Linked DNA regions of Mus musculus: regions 1, 3, 4 and 5 are each linked to region 2. Evidence: chromatin contacts called from public HiChIP or PLAC-seq and promoter capture Hi-C data. All regions are on one chromosome and are shown on one strand. Each heading gives the region's core, a stretch centred on a gene start, on an enhancer-like site or on the middle of the called end of the contact. The rest is flanking DNA. Distances are from core to core; before and after follow the strand shown. Region 1 has its middle 9.3 kb from the start of Gm23132. Region 2 holds the start of Slc6a4 (solute carrier family 6 (neurotransmitter transporter, serotonin), member 4). Region 3 holds the start of Trp53i13 (transformation related protein 53 inducible protein 13). Region 4 has its middle 18 kb from the start of Myo18a. Region 5 overlaps Myo18a (myosin XVIIIA).

Region 1 (3,247 bases), core at 626-3,125, 650 kb before region 2:
AAGGTCCAGAGTTCAAATCCCAGCAACCACATGGTGGCTCACAACCATCCTTAATGAGATCTGACTCCCTCTTCTGGAGTGTCTGAAGACAGCTACAGTGTTCTTACATAGAATAAATAAATAAATCTTAAAAAAAAAAAAAGAAGAAGCTGGTTGTTTAGAGCTCGAGATGTGGCTGGGTACTAGAGTACTTGTTTAGTCTGTGTGAAGGCATAAGTTTACCTCTAGCACTATTAAAAAACAAAACAAAACAACAACCAACCAACCAACCAAACAGAAACCTGGGGCTTGAGACATGGCTCAGTGGTTAAGAGCACACACACATGGCGGCTCACAAACCACACATAACTTGGTTTTCAGGCGATCCGATGTCCTCCAGCCTCTGCAGGCACACCTTTGGTGCCATATACATACAAACAAAACACTTATACACATATAATTAAAAACGTCTTTTCAACTTCCCATTTGCTTATTGATTTATTTTTACAGACTTGTGGATTTCTGTTTTATAGTATGCATTATTATAATTTTATAATCTTAAGTGAAGGCACAAACAGGTGTCAGCACAGCACAGCACAGCACAGCACAGCACAACACAGCACAGCACACACAGCACACTACAGCACAGCACACTACAGCACAGCACAGCACAGCACAGCACAGCACAGCACACTACAGCACAGCACAGCACAGCACACACAGCACACTACAGCACAGCACAGCACAGCACAGCACAGCACAGCACACTACAGCACAGCACAGCACAGCACAGCACAGCATAGCACACACAGCACAGCACACACAGCACAACACAGCACAGCACAGCATAGCACACTACAGCATAGCACAGCACAGCATAGCACACTACAGCACAGCACAGCACAGCACAGCACAGCACACTACAGCACAGCACAGCACACACAGCACAGCACAACACAGCACAGCACACACAGCACAGCACACACAGCACACACAGCACAGCACACTACAGCACAGCACAGCACAGCACAGCACAGGACAGCACAGCACAGCACAGCACATTACAGCACAGCACAGCACAGCACACTACAGCACAGCACAGCACAGCACAGCACAGCACAGCACAGCACATTACAGCACAGCACAGCACAGCACACTACAGCACAGCACACACAGCACATTACAGCACAGCACATTACAGCACAGCACAGCACAGCACAGCATAGCACACTACAGCACAGCACAGCACAGACCAGCACAGCACAGACCAGCACAGCACAGCACAGCACAGCACAGCACACTACAGCACAGCACAACATACCATAGCATACCACAACACACTACAGCACAGCACATCACAGCACAACACAACACACTACAGCATACCACAGCACAGCACACCGCAACACAGCACACCACAAAACACTACAGCACACTATAGCACATCACAGTATAACACAACACACTACAGCACAGCACAACATATCACAGCACACCACAACACACTACAGCACACTATAGCACATCACAGTATAACACAACACACTACAACACACCATAGCACACTACAGCATGCTACAGCACACCACAGCACCACAGCACCACAGCACACTCACAGAGCTCAGAGGATAACCTCAGGTGTTGGTCCTTCTACCTTCTTTGAGATGGGGTTTCTTGTTCCAAGCTATGTACCCCAGGCTCTAAAATAGTGAGTCAAAACAAAACCTTTCCCCCCTTAATTTTCTTTTAAAAACATGTTTTATTTATATAGAAAATTTATGTGTCTCTGTGAGTGTATGTCTGGGTGCTTAAAGAGGGCATTGGATCCTCTGATCCAGTGTTACAGATGATTGTAAGCAGTTCCACATGAGCTCTAGAAAACGAACTTGGAATTCCTAAATGATGCGCACGGTGCACGTGACTCATGGAGACGAGGTCATCACCTGGCCTTGGATAGCTTGGGGGCTTTAGTGCCCATTCTTTCTTCCTCGAAACTCAGTATCATGAAGTCCCTGGAACTCTTTGTATTGATAGCTCTAGAGTAATTAAGACTTTCTATCTGTGTTTACGTTCTGAGTAAAATATATTAGAAAAAAAAAAGAAAAGAAAAGAAAAAAAAGGAAACAAATTTGGATCCTGGACAAGAGCAGTGTGTGCTCTTAGCTGCTGAGCCATCTCTTAGGCCCTTAAGTTGCTGTTGCTTCTCTTGGTATTTTTGGTCCTTGTTTTTTTGTTTTTTGTTTGTTTGTTTGTTTGTTTGTTTTTTTATCACAGTAAGAGGTAAAGTAACATGGGCTCTGGGGATCTGAACTCAGGTCTTTCTTTTTGGAGGGGGAGGGGAGTGTTGAGACTGGGTTTCTCTGTGTATCCCTGGCTGTCCTGGAACTCACTCTGTAGCCCAGGCTGGCCTTAAACTCAGAAATCTGCCTGCCTCTGCCTCCCAAGTACTGGGATTACAGGCCACTGCCTGGCCCTGAACTCAGGTCTTTATGCTTACATGGCAAGAACTTTAGCCACTGAACCATCTCCCAGCCCTATAATTATTTACTTTGATGTGCTAATTGCCCAGATTTAAGTCCTTCCATCTGGCTTCTGTGGCCTTTTTAATATATTCCTATCATTTCTTTTCTTTTTCTTTTTTCTTTTTTTTTTTTTTTTTTTTTTTTTTTTGGTTTTTCAAGACAGGATTTCTCTGGCTGTTCAGGAACTCACTCTGTAGACCAGGCTGGCCTCAAACTCAGAGATGTGCCGGCTCTAGCTTCCCAAGTGCTGGAATTAAAGGTGTGTGTCACTACCACTGGGTTCCTGTTGTTTCTTGAATACTACCTTTCTTAGTTATTTATTTGTTTGTGTGTTTGTTTGTTTATTTGACACAATAAGATGTCCTAAGTGTACTGTACTTCCCAAAATCCATCCTAGAAATACGGTGCTTCTCCTCAGTGTCTCTGATAGTATTGTTCCCAGAGATTTCAGTTTAGAAACACATGGCCACTATAAGAATGCTGTAAGCAGTTCTGTTTCCAGGTGATCTAGGAACTAAAGACTCTGTATCTAAATAGCCTGAATCCATACATCTTCCTAAATTCTTGCACTGAAGCCTAATGCCTAGAGTCATTGAGAGGTGGAGCCTTAGGGAGATTCCTATGTTTTTGAGGGTGGAGCCTTTCATAAATGGAATTTCTGTCTTTAAAGGTAGTGCATGTCTTTAATCCCAGCACTCGGGAGGCAGAGGCAGGTGAATTTCTGAGTTCAAGGCTAGCCTAGTCTA
Region 2 (3,318 bases), core at 487-2,986:
CACCCATCAGGGAAATTCTTCCACATGCACCCCACACACACACTGCTCCCCAATCCAAGTTCCATCAAAATGCTCATAGGATTCTAAAATTTCCCAAAACATCGTGGATTCCATTAAGATATTAATATATCCCCCTTTTCACCCTGGGGATATATATTTGTTACATATCATCCATATAGAAATATATAATATGGTTTTTTTTTTCTTTAACTGGAAACTGAAACAGACTTGAGTCTTGAGTGCCCAGGCTGGGAATTCCCACTCTGAAATGTGGCCAACCGAGTGTCATGAATCCCAGGTTTACTGAGGAGGAGTTTCAGCTTGCTCTTGTTCAGGCTTAGTAAGGAAAGCTCCATACCCAAATGAACAAGCTGCTTGGGGGTGGTCGGCTTTGTTTTGCTTTGGAAATGGGTCTTGTGTAAGCTAGCCTTGACTTAGCTAAGAAGCTGAAGACAACCTTGAACGCCTGAACAGTACAAGTATGCCTTAGCACACAGGGCAGAGTCAGTCTTTCTTTCTCTCTTCTTACCATGCAAAGTCTCTACAAGGCTCCAACCCAGGAGATTTCAGAGATTAACTGCCAGGCTAGGTCCCTACTTTTCATGTAGCTTAGTGGTACGATGTCTGCTCCGGGTACAAAAGACCCTGGATTCAAGCCTCACAGCTGCCCAAAACAAGTAAGATATTGCCTGCACTGCAGAAGAACCCGCCCATCAGCCTTTTCTGGAGCAGTACCTCTCGCTGGGGACCAGGGTGGGAGAAGGAAGCTATCCACAGCTCCACGAAAAAGTGAAGGGCCATAGTCAGAGCTGTTTCCCCCTCCATGTCCATCCAACAGCCTCCAACGCTGTCTTGGCTCTCTATTACTTTTAAACAAACCCCAGTGTTGTTGTTTTCTCAGACATGTTTCCCATGTAACTGAAAACACATTAAATATTTGATTTCTCCCCTTACTACGATGAGAGCTAGCAGGTCCATAAATAATCCATTGACCTGGTTCATTTTTTCTGGACAAAAAAAAATGATCATAAAAATACATACACACCCTTCAAATTCTTGAGCACTCTTAACTAAAAAGAATAATTCAATATGCAACACACACACAAACGCGAAAAAAAAAAAATCTCGGGCCACCAACCAGCCTTTTAGAAACACCCCCGCCTCCAGCAACTGTTGGTTACACACTTTAGTATAGCACAGCCCACTGGTACTTCCATAAATTCTGAATGGCCTGTGAGCTGTCTGAGTCGGCTCGCGCTCCGCAGTGAGACCATTCGAGCGCACAGAGAGAGGCTTGACCCTCTTAAGTGTCTCTCAAAGGTTTCTCTGGTTATTTGGGCATTTGTGTCTGCCAGCGTCTTTGCATAAAGCCACCTACCAGCCCTTGTCTCAAAAGTAAAGCCCAAGCACGGAATCACGGCTGGAAACTACAGCAACTTTTGCCAAAAAGCGAGGCTGCGCTGGGCCAGCTCTGGGTCTCCAGGGTTTCCATCGGGTCCCTCGAAAGGACCCTGCGCGGTGCAGACAAAGGCACCCGAAATCCAGGCAGTCAAGCGCGGGGACCGAGGGCTTCTAGAAAGAAGCGTGGGTTAGAGACAAAAAAGAAAAGAAAAAAAAGAGAGAAAAAAAGAATAAGAAGAAAGGGAAAGCGACCCACCTGCGGGAGGCGCGGCGGCGGGTCCCGGGCTGCGGAGGCGGCTCGACCCTCGCGCCCTCGAGGCACCGGCGCGGCCGCTGGAGTGGCGCCGCCCGCCGCGCTATTTGTACTTGCGGCCCCTCACATGGTCTGATCTCTAGATAGCCGCCGCCAAAGAGCTCCGCAAGAATTTTTGCGTCACTTTGAGACCGAAGAACTTTGTTTCTCTGCTACCGCAGCTGGAGGGGGGGGGGGGAGGGGCGGGGTCCACGCTCCCTGTCCGGTGGGAGGGCGGCAGAGCCCCCCACTCATTCCTGCACATACAGCAGCCAGGGCGCAGGGCCGGGCAGGGCAGGGCAGGGCGAAGGATCTGACTCTTCTGCTTTTGGACTAGTGTGGCTGGAGGATGCTGTACAAAACGAGGTTCACTTCTGCCCTTACCAAATCTGCCCTAAATTACGTTAAGGTCCTGCTCCGTGTCACTCCCTAAGAGCATTCTTTCTTGACCACAGCCGATTGCGGACCGTCTTTCCAAGGACTCCTGACTTTGTCTGGGTTCTCTAGGTGGAATGCGAGCTTAGTCGGGAACCTCCCCATCCCGATAGCAGCCTACAATAAGCACCCCCGGGAGGATCTGAGAGTGCTACTTAGCCACAGGAGGAAAATTTTGCAGAGAACATCGGTGTTGGTCCGCGGACCCGCCTGTGCCTGTGGGGTTGGGCACTGGACAAACTACCAGCCTTTCAAGCCGCTCAGTATTTCGACAGGAGCACTGTTTTCAAGTCTATATAGATTGTTTTGTTCACACACACACACACACACGCACACGCACACGCACACACACACACAGCTTAAAAATGAATTTAATGTTATCACATTCTTTTTTTCACCAAAATTACGGGAGCTTTTTTTTTTTTTTTTTTAAAGAGCAGATATGTTACTTATTTTGGACTGTGTCTGAGGCAGAGAAGTCAGGACCCGGGCCGGCCAGCCTGTCTCTTCTCATCCGGCCAAGCGAGTGAGGGAGAGCTAGAAAAGAGGTAGTAATGGCGAGTTCGGTGTCTGCGAGAAAGCCCCGGCGCCCCTTTGTTCCAGAGGGGCTCGAGCCCAGACATCAGAAGCCGCAGCTGGGCTGCGCTGGCACCAGGAAGGGCTGGTTGGTTCACTGTCCGCAGGTGTGGGCGGTTCCCGGCCGCAGGGATCACCAGTACGAGGCTTTGGTGCCACCTAGGCTCCAGGGCCGGGAATGCAAGGAGCGGCCCTAGCGATGTGGGGGAGCGGACTGGCTGGGGGAGCTGACCTTAGGCAGGCCTGGCCATTCCATGACCCGGAGAACCCCAGGGTCCCAGGGTCCTCACTGGGCCCCTCCCTTTCAATGAACACACGTGTCTGCTGTCTCCCTTCCGTGCCTGTAACTCCTGTGCAGACACAAGGCTGCCCAAGAACAAGTTTGTTCTGAGGAGGGGTCCAGGCAGACAGAGGAGCAGGGCGGACTTGAGCATCAGCTAAGACTCCCGTCTCCAATCTGACCGTCCCCATGCGGATTCAGTCTTACCGGCTCACTGCCGACCTTCCCAGGGCCTTGCTCCTCCTGCCCGGTTGCCTCCCCTTACTTAGTAGTACTGCCACATTGTGAGCGCTGAGTATTGGTGACATTTCTCTGAACAGGATGAGATAGATAG
Region 3 (3,678 bases), core at 384-2,883, 510 kb before region 2:
AGGACCTGAGGGCCAACCAGAGAGAGCGGAACAAGGAGTGCTAGGAAAGGATTGGGGAGGGGGTGAGGCTGGAGGCCTGGGTGAACGGGAGGTGCCTGCTTCTACCCTTGCCCTCAATGAAGTCTGGCTCCAGGGGAGACCCTGGGTCACTGCACCCTCAGGATCCGCTATTGAGGAGTAGCAAAAAAGCAAGAAGGGAGCAAAGCGCTGATCCCTCGCTGGCTTCACTTTCCCCACTCGCTGCTGCCTTTGCAGCTAGAGACGTGTTATCTCTCTCTCCTTCGCCTGGCCCTGCCGCCCAGCCAGGACCAGCAACTGGGCGATAACTCAGTAGGGCTGGGACTCTGCACCTGGCCAGAGGCAGACTGAAGCATCTGACCCTGACCACGAGTTTGAGGGAGGTGGCTGTCGTTTCTCTGGAGGGCATCCGGGCACTAGCCGGTAGACACTTGTGGCCTTCCCAGCCCACCCCCAAGGACGCTTTCCAAGAGTTAGGCGTCTCCACTACTTATCAAGAAGGACTGTAGGAAAGGAAAGAGGCTCGAGTCTGGCCGAATATGTTGAGGGAGAGGATTAAGGGATGCTTAGCCCCGCGGTGGGGCTTTGGTAGAGAGAAGTGTGGTTCTTTAGGTCAGATCAACATCTGGTCATTTCTGCAGGGGTGGGTGAAATAAGTCCGGGCACATGGGAGAGGCCTGAAATAACTATTTTTTGATGTATTTCAAACCTAAAAAGATTTGTTTAGGGGTGTGTGTATGTGTGTGTGTCTAGGTCAGAGGACAATCTGTGGGAATCAGGTCCCTCCTTCAATCACTTAGGTCCACAGATTAAACTCTGGTCGTCAGGCTGGCGGCCAGCACCGTTTCCCACTGAGCCATCTCGCAGGCCTGTTTCAAACTTTTGATTGGGCGTCAATCCTTAGCTGGATTTCCTTTGCAGCGCTCCCTTGCAAGGGAGGCCGAGCTGAGCACTGTAGCTCCTCGGACCAGTGTTTCCTTGGGCAAAGGAGAGCGGGAATCAAGAAAGCTCTGGCTTCTTAAGGCTTCTGGGCCTAAGACCCTCCCAAAACAGCTCGGGGCTCAGTTCTTATTATTAGCGAGAGCAGGACTGGAGCAACGTGAAGGTGAAGCGCTAGAGCCGGGACCTTCTCTCTGGGACAGCTAGGATTTCATAATTCCGTGTTGAGCGGGTTTGCCAAAAGAGCACACAAGTCTCCACCTGGGTCACCCGGTCCTTAAGGATCTCACTTCCTGCCCTTTGCGGGGTTCCAAGATTCTACTCAGGCGATACAGTTGCGCTCTGATGGTCGCACAAACGCTCCGGGACGCATCTCGGCCGAGGGAGGTGGTTCCATGGGCTTGGAGACCAGGAGATCCTTGGCGACTAACTTTTCCGGCTTTGGGTTCAGGACGCGTGCGCCGGCCTGGAGGCGGGCAGGGGCGGGCCTGGCGGTAGGCGGGGCGGGGCGGGGGCGGGCCTGGCGGTAGGCGAGGCGGGGCGGGGCGGGGGCGGGCCTGGCGGTAGGGGGGGCGGGGCACGAGGCCGGGCGAGGAGGGAGCAAGGCAGTGCGCGAGCCGCGGTCTACGTGGGCGCGCGAGCGGCGCGGGGTCGCGGGCGCGCGCGAGCGAGTGGCGCTGCAGCTAGTTGGTTGGCGGGACTGCTGGCCCAGCTGAAATGGTTCATCCTCCTCCACCTCCGCCCCGGTTGCTTCTGGTAGCCCTGGTGGGGCTCCTGAGCCTTCGCGAGGTAAGGCGACCGGCTCCGGGTAAGGTCTTGGCCGGGGGAATCTCAAAGCGCTTTGCTTCAACTTTGTCCTGGAAAGAGTGGCGCGCGCGAGGGGATTCGGAGGCCCCTCCATCCGTCCGCGCCTCTACTCCTAGAACCGAAAGGGCGGGGCCCTCGCAGAGGCCAACGCCCAGCTCTTCGCCTTGGACCCACAGGTGGTGGCTGAGCCGGCGGAGGAGGCAGGAACCCCTTGTCCTGAAGGCCTGTGGCCTGTGCCTCCACAGGTAGGAACCCTGTAGGGCCGAGGACGAGAAGGGTTTGAACGGCCTCGCTGCACCCTCGGTGGTCGCCCGATTGGGACATCTGTGGTTTCTCCTGCCCTCAGTCTCCAGCGTCTTCATCTCAGCCCAGGGCTTGGGGCTGGTTGTCCCCTTCTTCACACCCAACACGAAGTCCCCAGCTGCTCTCTTCTTTTCTCATGTGTAGGTGTTACCAAGAGTGACTTACACACAGGTGAGCCAAGGACAGGTAAGTACAACCAGTAGCCCATCTTGGGAGCCTTCCCTGGAGGCAGACTGTGCCTCGCAGGTTACCTCTATCTATCTTGGCTCTCAGTCCATTCCTTACCACTTTGTGTAGAAAGAGGTGAGGCTTCCACTTGCCAGTCCCAGGGCAGATGGGTAGTGTGGGGTCAGGGGTTCTGTTGAGTAGCTAGATGCATGGCAAGTAACTCCAAGTTACTCTGAAGGTAGCAAAAACAACCTATATCCCAATGCTGGTGTGATTTGGATTCTCTTGTCTTTCTTGGCTCTGATTTTCTTCTGCAAGAGATGGCATTCTGTCCCTTCAGCTTTGAGAAGTGAGTGAATAGTGCTTGGATTGCAAAACACTATATCATGTTAGCAATGTGTGCTTTAATGTGTTGTAAACAGTTCAATTTTTAATGAATGCTCTTTTTAAAAATTGTTTATATTTATTTTATGGGTATGAATTTTGCCTGTGGGGTATTTTTTGTTGTTGTTGTTTTTAACTTTGGTTAGTTTTGGTTTTTTGATTTTTTTTTTTAAGATAGCACTTCTTCATGTAGCATTGACTGTCTTGGAACTCACTCTACATACACTACAGTAGACCTGGCTGGCCTTGAACTCACAGACATCCACTTGCCTTTGCCTCCAGAGTACTGGGATTAAAACCCTGTGCCACTGCCTGAGGCCTGTGTGTTTGTATATTCAGAAGAGATGGATCTGGAGATATAGGTTGTGAGCTGTCATTTGAGTACTGGGAACTGAGCCTCTGGAAGAGGAGCAAAAGCTCTTAACCACTGAGCTGTGTCTCCAGCCCTCCACCTCTCTCTGACACAGGGTCTCATGTAGCCCAAACTGGTTTCAACCTTCTTCTATAGCCAAGAATGGTCTTATTTATTTTATTTTATTTTTACTGTGTTCCTTTTTTTTTTTTTAAGATTTATTTATCATTATATGTAAGTACACTGTAGTGTATGTAAGACACTCCAGAAGAGGGTGTCAGATCTCATTACCACCATGTGGTTGCTGGGATTGAGCTCTTAACCGCTGAGCCATCTCTCCAGCCCCCTCCAAGAATGGCCTTAAAGCTCTGATCTTCCTGCCCGTTGAAGGGCTAGGATTACAGCAGGTACACCACCGGACGTGGCTGTCTCTTTGTTGCATGTAATCCTTCTGTTTAAGTTATTTCATTGTTCAGAATCCATCTGACTTTATGACTTATTTATTTTTAGTTATGTTTACAATCCACCTGTTATGGCTGATTTCCCCTGTCTGACTTAAGACTTGCATTATCTTCATCTGATTTCTTGATTCGTTTTTCTCCAGCATCACAGGCCCTCACCACACATGTGAATCCAGGCTCATTTCCTCTGAGATACCTACCTTCTTTTCTCTGGTTTCTTTTCTTTTCTTTTCTTTTCTTTTCTTT
Region 4 (3,725 bases), core at 1,111-3,610, 760 kb before region 2:
TTATTATTATTATTTCCAATTTACGGGTTAGAAACCAGGTTTCTGAAAGCTGAGCCACCCACCCAGGGCCATGTGTCTAACAGGTAACAGATCTGAGCACTTGCTCAGAACTACTGAGATGAATTGCATCCTGAGAGTTTTTCAGTGACTCGTAGCTGGGCTTTGGGACCACACAGAGAGGATGCTTGACTCTCTCAGCTGCCAGCAAGCTCCTTACCCTCTCCAAACCTCAGTCTCCTCCTCATCTATAAAGTAGAGATGATAATAGTGCTTAGCTCAGTTCTGAAGGCTGGGAGAAGATTAAATGAATAAATTCAATTAAAGCAATTAGCCCAGGACTTGAAATGTGGTACGTGGTTAGCTATTATTAGTCTCTCTGGACCTCTATTTCCTCATCTGTAAAATGGGAAGTGCTACTAACACGTACATGCTAGAGTCAGTGTGAGGCTTAGGAGACGGCCAGTGTAGAACTCACAGAGTGACTATCATGCTATGCCCCTTCAGAAAGAACGAAGATGGGGTCTGTAGCCTTCAATACTTGGGAGACTGAAGGGACATCCCTGGAGCCCAAGAGTTTGAGGCCAGCCTGGGCAAATGGTAAGTAAGACTGACTTTAAAGCAAATAACAACAACAAACCCTTGCGTATCAAGAGATTCAACTGTAAAATATTACTATTATTACTTTATGTGTGGGGGTGTTTTATTTGCATGTACACCTTGTGCTTGTAGTACCCACGGAGGCCAGAAGACGTCAGATTCCCTAAAACAGGAGTTACAGATGGTTGTGAGCTGCAATGTGGGTGCTGGAAATCAAACCCAGGTCCTCTGGAAAAGTAACCAGTGTTCTTAACCACTGAGCCATCTCTGCAGGCCCTCAAAGTTTTGTGTTCATTTTAGGAACACAGGTGAAGCTAGGTATGGTGGGACATCCCTGGAATTCCAGCTTTTGGGAGGCTGAAACACAAGGATCAGGATCGTTGCAAGTTCAAAGCCAGCTGAATAAGACACTAACCTAGCTAACACACACACACACACAAATAAAAAAGCTGGGTGTTGTGGTATAACTCCTTAAGCTAGCATTTGGGAGACAAAGGCAGGCTGATCTCTAAGATCACAAGTCCAGCTTTGTCTCCATATGAGGTTGCAAGCCAACCCGGGATACATAGTGAGACCCTGACTTGAAAATAAAACACAAAAACGTTTTGTTTGGGAATATTTAGAAAAATACAAATGTAAGCAAAGTAATATGACAAACCTAAACCTGTAGGTTCCTGTCTCAACTTCAGTAGTTACCATTTGCTTGTTTGCTTAGAGTCAGGTGGGGGCGGGGGGATGTTTTCATAAGATTTATTTTTATTTATTTGGTTGGCTGATTGGTTTGGTTTTTTTGAGACAGGCTTTGTCTGGGTAGTCCTGGCTGACCTGGAACTCACTCTGTAGACCAGGCTGGCCTCGAACTCAAAGATCTGTCTTCCTCTGCTTCCTGAGTACTGGGATTAAAGGCGTGCGCCTCCGCCGCCACCACCACCTAATCTAAGATTTCATTTTATTTATGTGCATGTGTATGTATCTGCATGAGCATATGCCATATGTGTGTGGGTGTTGGGTCCTTTGGAGCTGGAGTTACAGTCAGTTGGAAGCTGCCCTACGTGGATGCTAGAAACTTGACTTAGGTTGAGGTATGGCCAGTATTCTTAACCACTGAGCTATCTTTCCAGCCCACGTTTACTTTTGAGACAGAATTACATATAGCCCAGGCCAGCCTCAAATTCACCATAACTGAGGATGGCCTTGATCTATGTTCTTATCCTCCCATGGCCACCTCCCCATGCTGGGGTTACAGGCATGTGCCACTCTGATGTGGCATCTAAATTGGCTGTAATTAATTAAATTAGCATAATGAGCTGAGCCCCTAATCCATGTATCCCCTGCAAGACACACTCTTACCACGCCCCTGGTCCTACCCCTCCTACAGACTCAGATGAATTGCCCAGTTGGAGACCCCGAGCGCAAGCAACCCAGCGGGATAGGCTGACCTGACGTGACTCACAGCAGCTCCTCAGGACAGGCTGAACTGTTCAAGACCACAACAGGGGTAAGTCACAGGACCATGTGTGACTAGTTATGAAGTGGACCAGACCTGGGGCCTCAGAGGGGGGAAAAAAAGGGCCAGGAGACAAAAGGGTAGGGCAGGGGCTTCCCAGAAAGAGGGCATCTGGCACCTAAGAGCCTCACGCGGGCTAGCCGGGCACTCCCATGGGACCCCCTCCAGCTTCTCCGGCCTCCTGAGGAGTGTGTGCACCTGGTACTTGCCTTCCTTTATTTAATCTTTGCAACAGTAGCATTGTGAAATTCCTTTTACACTTGGGGAGAGTGTTCCCCAAATGCCAGATACCTAAGGCAATACAGCCAGTCAGTGTGGGCAGGTGTGCAGGCTAGAGGTTAGTGTCAGGTGTCTTCCTCAATCGCCCTCCTCCACCTTGCTTTTGGAGACAAGAACTAATTTTTTTTCTTTTGTTTTGTTTTGTTTTGTTTTGTTTTTCAAGACAGGGTTTCTTTGTGTAGCCCTGGCTGTCCTGGAACTCACTCTGTAGACCAGGCTGGCCTTGAACTCAGAAATTCGCCTGCCTTTGCCTCCCAAGTGCTGGGATTAAAGGTGTGCGCCACCACTGCCCGGCAAGGACTCTTTTTGAACCCCGAGAAACATGAGTGCAATAGACTGGCTGTGGAGAGCTTCAGGAAATCTCCCCATCTCTGCTTCTCCAACCCTGGAGTTAGAAGCACATGCCACCACACCCAGCTTTTCCCTGGGGGCTGGGATTAGACTCAGGTTCTCGTGTTTGTAACAAGCACTTGACTGACCGGGCCCTCTCCCCAGCACTACAGGTCCCTTGTATCACTATCTCTGCTGAGGTAGCACCCTCAGGAGGAACGATCCGGATTTAATGCGTACACTCCACATTCCCTACTTTCAAGGATAAACAAGATGCCAGGATGTCTCCCTGGATGGTTGTTCTGGATAGTTCTATGCCAACTTGACACAAGCTAGAGTCATCTGAAAGGAGGGAATCTCAATTGAGAAAATGCCTCCCTAAGATCCAGCTGTGGGGATCTAATTAATTTTCTTTTTTTTTTTTAAAGATTTATTTATTGTTATATGTAAGTCACACTGTAGCTGTCTTCAGACACACCAGAAGAGGGCATCAGATCTCATTACAGATGGTTGTGAGCCACCATGTGGTTGCTGGGATTTGAACTCAGGACCTTCAGAAGAGCAGTCGGTGCTCTTAACCACTGAACCATCTCGCCAGCCCCTAATTAATTTTCTTAATTAATGATTGACAACGGATGGTAGTCAGCCCATTATGGGTGGTGCCATCCATGGGCTGGAGGTCCTGAGTTCTATAAGAAAGCAAGGTGAGCAAGCCAGTAAGAAGCACTCTTCCATGGCCTCTGCATCAGCTCCTGCCTCCAAGATTTTGCCCTGTTTGAGTTCCTGTCCTGACTTCCTTCAGTGATGGACTTCAATTGTGGAAGTATAAGCCAAATAAACCTTTGCCTCCCCAACTTGGTTTTGGTCATGGTGTTTCATCGAAGCCATAGAAACCCTGACTAAGATAATGGTGATGCCTGGTCACAGCTGGGTCCCTTCTTATACTGTGGGCTGCAAGCCTGGAGAACAACACCCTTAGGGCCTGCCTTGCCTTGGGCACTGACCAGAATGG
Region 5 (3,420 bases), core at 142-2,641, 790 kb before region 2:
TAACCTCAATACATGCCCAAATGAGTGGGGACTTGGTCCCCGCCTGTGTTCACCCTAGGTAACTGAGGCATCTTCTCAGAAGGATGAAAGGCTATGTATGCCAGGCTCCGCATGAGCTGGGTCCCCTCCAGAGCCTGGAGTGTTGAGCTTTAGGCTGTTACAGCCTGGAGAGCCCAAGGGAGCGAGGCAGAAGACAACGCCAGCCGGGACTGGGCTTCTGCCGTCAATTCTACAATCAAGCCAGTTCATTAAAGAGGGAGGCAGGAGGCAGCGCTCCACCGGCAAGAACCTACACAGGAGACAATATCAAACCTTTGTTTCTTGCTGGGCCTCTAGAAGGTTCTATTTAAACCTCCAAATACTGTCCATTCAATGTGATGGGTCTGTGCATGAGACTGGGTGTCACAAAGGGTCATGACGTTCTCAAGCTGCCTGACAGTGCTGTCACCACTTGGCCTCTAGCCCATGCCACCCAGGGCTGAGAGCTAGCTTTCTATGGGAGCCTATAGTTCTACTGAAAGCACGGCCTCCTTCCTCATAGGACTGTCAGTCTCCTCCCCAAACACAGTGTGGCCCAAGCAGGTGCTCCCTGACGCCTGTCCAGACTGCACAATGGCTGGGGGGTTCCCTGTGGCCTGCAGCCATCTCTCCTCCCCACCCCCTCCTCCAGCGCCTAGGATGGCCTCCAAGACCCACTGCTGTGGCCTGGGTGAGATCTCCCTCCCCACATACACCCTGTTTGCCACAGGGCCTGGCAGTGAAGTGGCGTTAGAGGAGGAAGTGAGTCAGCTCCTTACAGAAATGGGAATGGGAGGGAGAAGAAATGAGATCAGGGGACAAAGGGCACAGGAGCTGCAAAGGTCACCAAGAAAGGAACCAGGCCCTGGAAATGTTGAGCAGACAGATATGGTTGACAAACTCAGGAGAGTCACCTCCTGCTGTGAGGGGGGGCAGTGGGACAGAGAACCTGGTGCTGGTAGGCAGGCCCCACCTGAGGATGGAATCTGAGGCTACTCCCCTTCCTGTTTCATGTCAGGGCTGGACAAGGCAAGGCCTTGTGGGAAAGGGCCAGCCTCCTCTCTCCTCTGGCTTCCTCTTTCCACTCCTGACTTCTTCAGTTCAGGTTCCTCGGGACCTGGCCAAGGGAAGGAGAGATCTCCAGATCGGCTTGTCAGGGCTGAAAGTCTACCAGCCTGAGATCCAAGAGTATAGCAGTTCCCACAGGCCTGGTGCTCCTGTTGCCCTCTCTGGGGGCCTCCGTACCCATGTGGGAGCTGTCCCCAGGCCCCAGCTGGAATTTGTTGCTGAGACTGGAAGAGGTCCTTACCAAGAACCTTCCCAGGCTGCCGACATTCCAGCACGGAGGCAGCCTAGGGAAAACAGCAGGAGGGAAGAGGAAGCCTGCAGCCCAGGCCGCATTCCAACCCCTCAGAGACCTGCAGACAGCCAGATAGGCACATTCCACTAGGGTCTCCTGGACCGGACATTGTAGGCTCCCTTGTAACCTAAATCTCCAGTGGCTCATGGGGATGCCCCTGAAGAGGCAGCAACTGGGTCTCTTCCTACCCAGGATCCTGCTCCGGACACCTGCAGAACCTCATTCTCCTATATTATGAGAGATGCCAAGTCCTAAACACATAGGAGATAGTTGGTGAGTTCCGGCAAGAGCAGCAACTTACTGCGGACAGGTCACTAGAACCAGCAAAGGAGGAGGGTTCTATCAACCAAACCTTAGCTACACAAAGAATACCAAACAAGAGAATGGGAAACCAGTCTCTGGCTAAAGAACCATCTTATCATTCACAAATACCGGCACAGGCCCCACCACTCCCCCAACGCTGGCCTCCTCCTGCTGCTCGGGAGAGAGAAACACCCAGATAACTAACCAAGTTCCAACGGATGCTGTGAAGGATGGGTGCTCCAAGGGTAGCAACGGATGCTGTGAGGGAGAAGGATGCCTCTTGCTAAGGTGGACACAGGCACGGTCTGAGAGGATCAGCGACGGCTTTCCTGAGGAAGTGACATTCAGACTTTGGGGAATATGCATGTGTGCATGTGGTATGCAGGGAAAAGCACTGTGGACAAGAGGAGGCCCCCAGAATTCCATATGAGGAACCAGTGAGAACCTCAGGGCTGGACACCTTCCTGCCGGGCCCTCCACTGGCCTTACTTCTTCAGTTTCTCTCACAATGCATACAGAAGAATAATGGCACACAGCCCTGTGCAATGCAGCAGGGCTTGCCAATATCACCGGCGATACTGCAATGACTGTGCCACCATAAATTCTAAAGACAGTACGAGAGGATGTGTGGGGAAGGCTATACCCGTGCCTCCGAGATCTAGGGTCTGGCAGGGAAGCTGTGTAAGGGACAACACAGTCTTCCTCTCCCATCCTGGGGGAGCCACACCCTAACCTGCCAAGGCAGCTGTTTCAGCCCTTCCGGAAGCTTCCTCAGCTACCCTTCTTCTACCCTGTCCATCCAGTCGCACTGAAGACTGGCTGTTGCCGCCTGCTGTTCACTTCCTCCAGCTGACTCTCTGAGAGTCACAGTCACGCCCGTCTCAGGATAAGACTGCCACCCCTAGCTTCCCCTTCCTTCCCGGCAGGAAAACAGGGGATGAAGAGGTTTCTAGGCTTGGGGACCTCAGAGGGCTGAGGTCTGCCATGGGTTTACAAGTGAAGTTGATGGCCTCACCTGTCATTTTTTTCTCATGCTGTTTCCCACGCCTTATCGGTTCAGGGGAATCTTATCTAGATCCAGTAATCACCACTAGGTGGTACATCTGCCCCCATGCCCACACTGGACTGGGCACCATAGAGAAGCCAGAGTCTACACAAATCGAAGGGAAGCTGAGTTAGCAGGGCAGACAGCCACACCCTGATGCTGAGGGGCCTCTGGCGTGAGAATAAGGGACTCACAGTGAGCCGGGTCTAAGGAAATCGTCCCCCAACCGAACTCCAACCAACTGAAAAATAAGCTGTGCTGACAACGTCCTCTGTAGTTAACAGATCCTAGGCTGCTGCCAACCACCATCCGGGAGCTGGAAGTGCCTGTCCCCCTGAAACTGCACAGCAGGGGGCAGGGAAACCATGAAAATGGCACTCCTCCACAGAGCCTGTCTGACACAGTAGGTGCCCACAGACTTTCCTGATGCCTAGGGCACTTCCCTACCACAGGATTGACAATGGAGGCGCCAGATGTCTTGTCCTGGCAGCAGGGTGCCCCTACTTCAACTGGGTCACGCATCCCCATCCCCTCGCTACCCCCACCAAACTGACTTCCACTCCCGGCTTCACTGGGAGACTCTAGCTGCTTGGTGTAGTGGGGTGGCGGGAACCCTGCTGGCAGGCCCAGCACATGCTTGTGGTTTCTGGGAAACGCTGTAGAGATTTGCAGCATTTTTAAAATACTTGTGTTT

What was found. Promoter capture Hi-C pulls out the DNA fragments that hold promoters and counts their contacts. HiChIP or PLAC-seq counts read pairs in DNA pulled down with a chosen protein or histone mark.
Region 1: a promoter capture Hi-C map of trophoblast stem cells shows a contact between it and region 2, with 4 times the contacts expected there. The contact joins the enhancer-like site here to the promoter of Slc6a4 in region 2. A contact is called at or near these places in 13 of 39 promoter capture datasets (the 3T3-L1 cell line, 3T3-L1-derived adipocytes, the C10 cell line and 9 more), 4 of 484 Hi-C or Micro-C datasets (the G1E-ER4 cell line, the HL-1 cell line, the N1E-115 cell line and 1 more), 1 of 115 datasets of contacts at active chromatin or transcription factors (forebrain) and 2 of 9 other capture datasets (embryonic stem cells and liver).
Region 3: a contact with region 2 is called in a FOXA1 HiChIP or PLAC-seq map of pancreatic cancer cells. The contact joins the promoter of Trp53i13 here to the promoter of Slc6a4 in region 2. A contact is called at or near these places in 11 of 39 promoter capture datasets (the 3T3-L1 cell line, 3T3-L1-derived adipocytes, the SN4741 cell line and 7 more), 1 of 15 datasets of contacts at CTCF or cohesin (large pre-B cells), 3 of 484 Hi-C or Micro-C datasets (embryonic stem cells and palatal mesenchyme), 9 of 115 datasets of contacts at active chromatin or transcription factors (embryonic basal ganglia, embryonic hindbrain, embryonic midbrain and 6 more) and 1 of 9 other capture datasets (adipose tissue).
Region 4: a contact with region 2 is called in a promoter capture Hi-C map of the C10 cell line, with 4 times the contacts expected there. The contact joins the enhancer-like site here to the promoter of Slc6a4 in region 2. A contact is called at or near these places in 5 of 39 promoter capture datasets (the 3T3-L1 cell line, 3T3-L1-derived adipocytes, the C10 cell line and 2 more).
Region 5: a promoter capture Hi-C map of stem cell-derived epiblast-like cells shows a contact between it and region 2, with 2.6 times the contacts expected there. The contact joins the enhancer-like site here to the promoter of Slc6a4 in region 2. A contact is called at or near these places in 6 of 39 promoter capture datasets (3T3-L1-derived adipocytes, the C10 cell line, the HPC-7 cell line and 3 more) and 1 of 9 other capture datasets (embryonic stem cells).

The regions. Positions count from the first base shown.
Region 1 is chr11:77,647,744-77,650,990 of GRCm38.p6, reverse strand. No RefSeq gene overlaps it. Among named protein-coding and RNA genes, the nearest start is that of Gm23132, 9.3 kb to the left of the region's middle. Within about 2 kb of position 1,875, at least 15 of the 459 cell types and tissues checked have an H3K27ac peak or open chromatin away from gene starts, as enhancers often do. A contact at or near this core is called in trophoblast stem cells, where this site is marked.
Region 2 is chr11:76,997,015-77,000,332 of GRCm38.p6, reverse strand. It overlaps Slc6a4 (solute carrier family 6 (neurotransmitter transporter, serotonin), member 4), which reads right to left and starts at 1,736. Exons shown (of 14, transcript NM_010484.2): 1 at 1,658-1,736. RefSeq lists cis regulatory regions at 1,830-1,837, 2,031-2,264, 1,814-2,264, 2,742-3,318 and promoters at 1,686-2,030, 1,686-2,264, 1,686-3,318.
Region 3 is chr11:77,511,228-77,514,905 of GRCm38.p6, reverse strand. It overlaps Trp53i13 (transformation related protein 53 inducible protein 13), which reads left to right and starts at 1,633. Exons shown (of 7, transcript NM_001024920.1): 1 at 1,633-1,746; 2 at 1,941-2,009; 3 at 2,212-2,253. The coding sequence starts at 1,675.
Region 4 is chr11:77,756,941-77,760,665 of GRCm38.p6, reverse strand. No RefSeq gene overlaps it. Among named protein-coding and RNA genes, the nearest start is that of Myo18a, 18 kb to the left of the region's middle. Within about 2 kb of position 2,360, at least 1 of the 459 cell types and tissues checked has an H3K27ac peak or open chromatin away from gene starts, as enhancers often do.
Region 5 is chr11:77,783,547-77,786,966 of GRCm38.p6, reverse strand. The region is part of intron 1 of Myo18a (myosin XVIIIA); the gene reads right to left. Gm10277 reads left to right here. Exons shown (of 1, transcript XM_030246464.1): 1 at 1-1,557. The coding sequence starts at 824. The coding sequence ends at 1,468. Among named protein-coding and RNA genes, the nearest start is that of Gm10277, 3.4 kb to the left of the region's middle. Within about 2 kb of position 1,391, at least 182 of the 459 cell types and tissues checked have an H3K27ac peak or open chromatin away from gene starts, as enhancers often do. A contact at or near this core is called in embryonic stem cells and stem cell-derived epiblast-like cells, where this site is marked.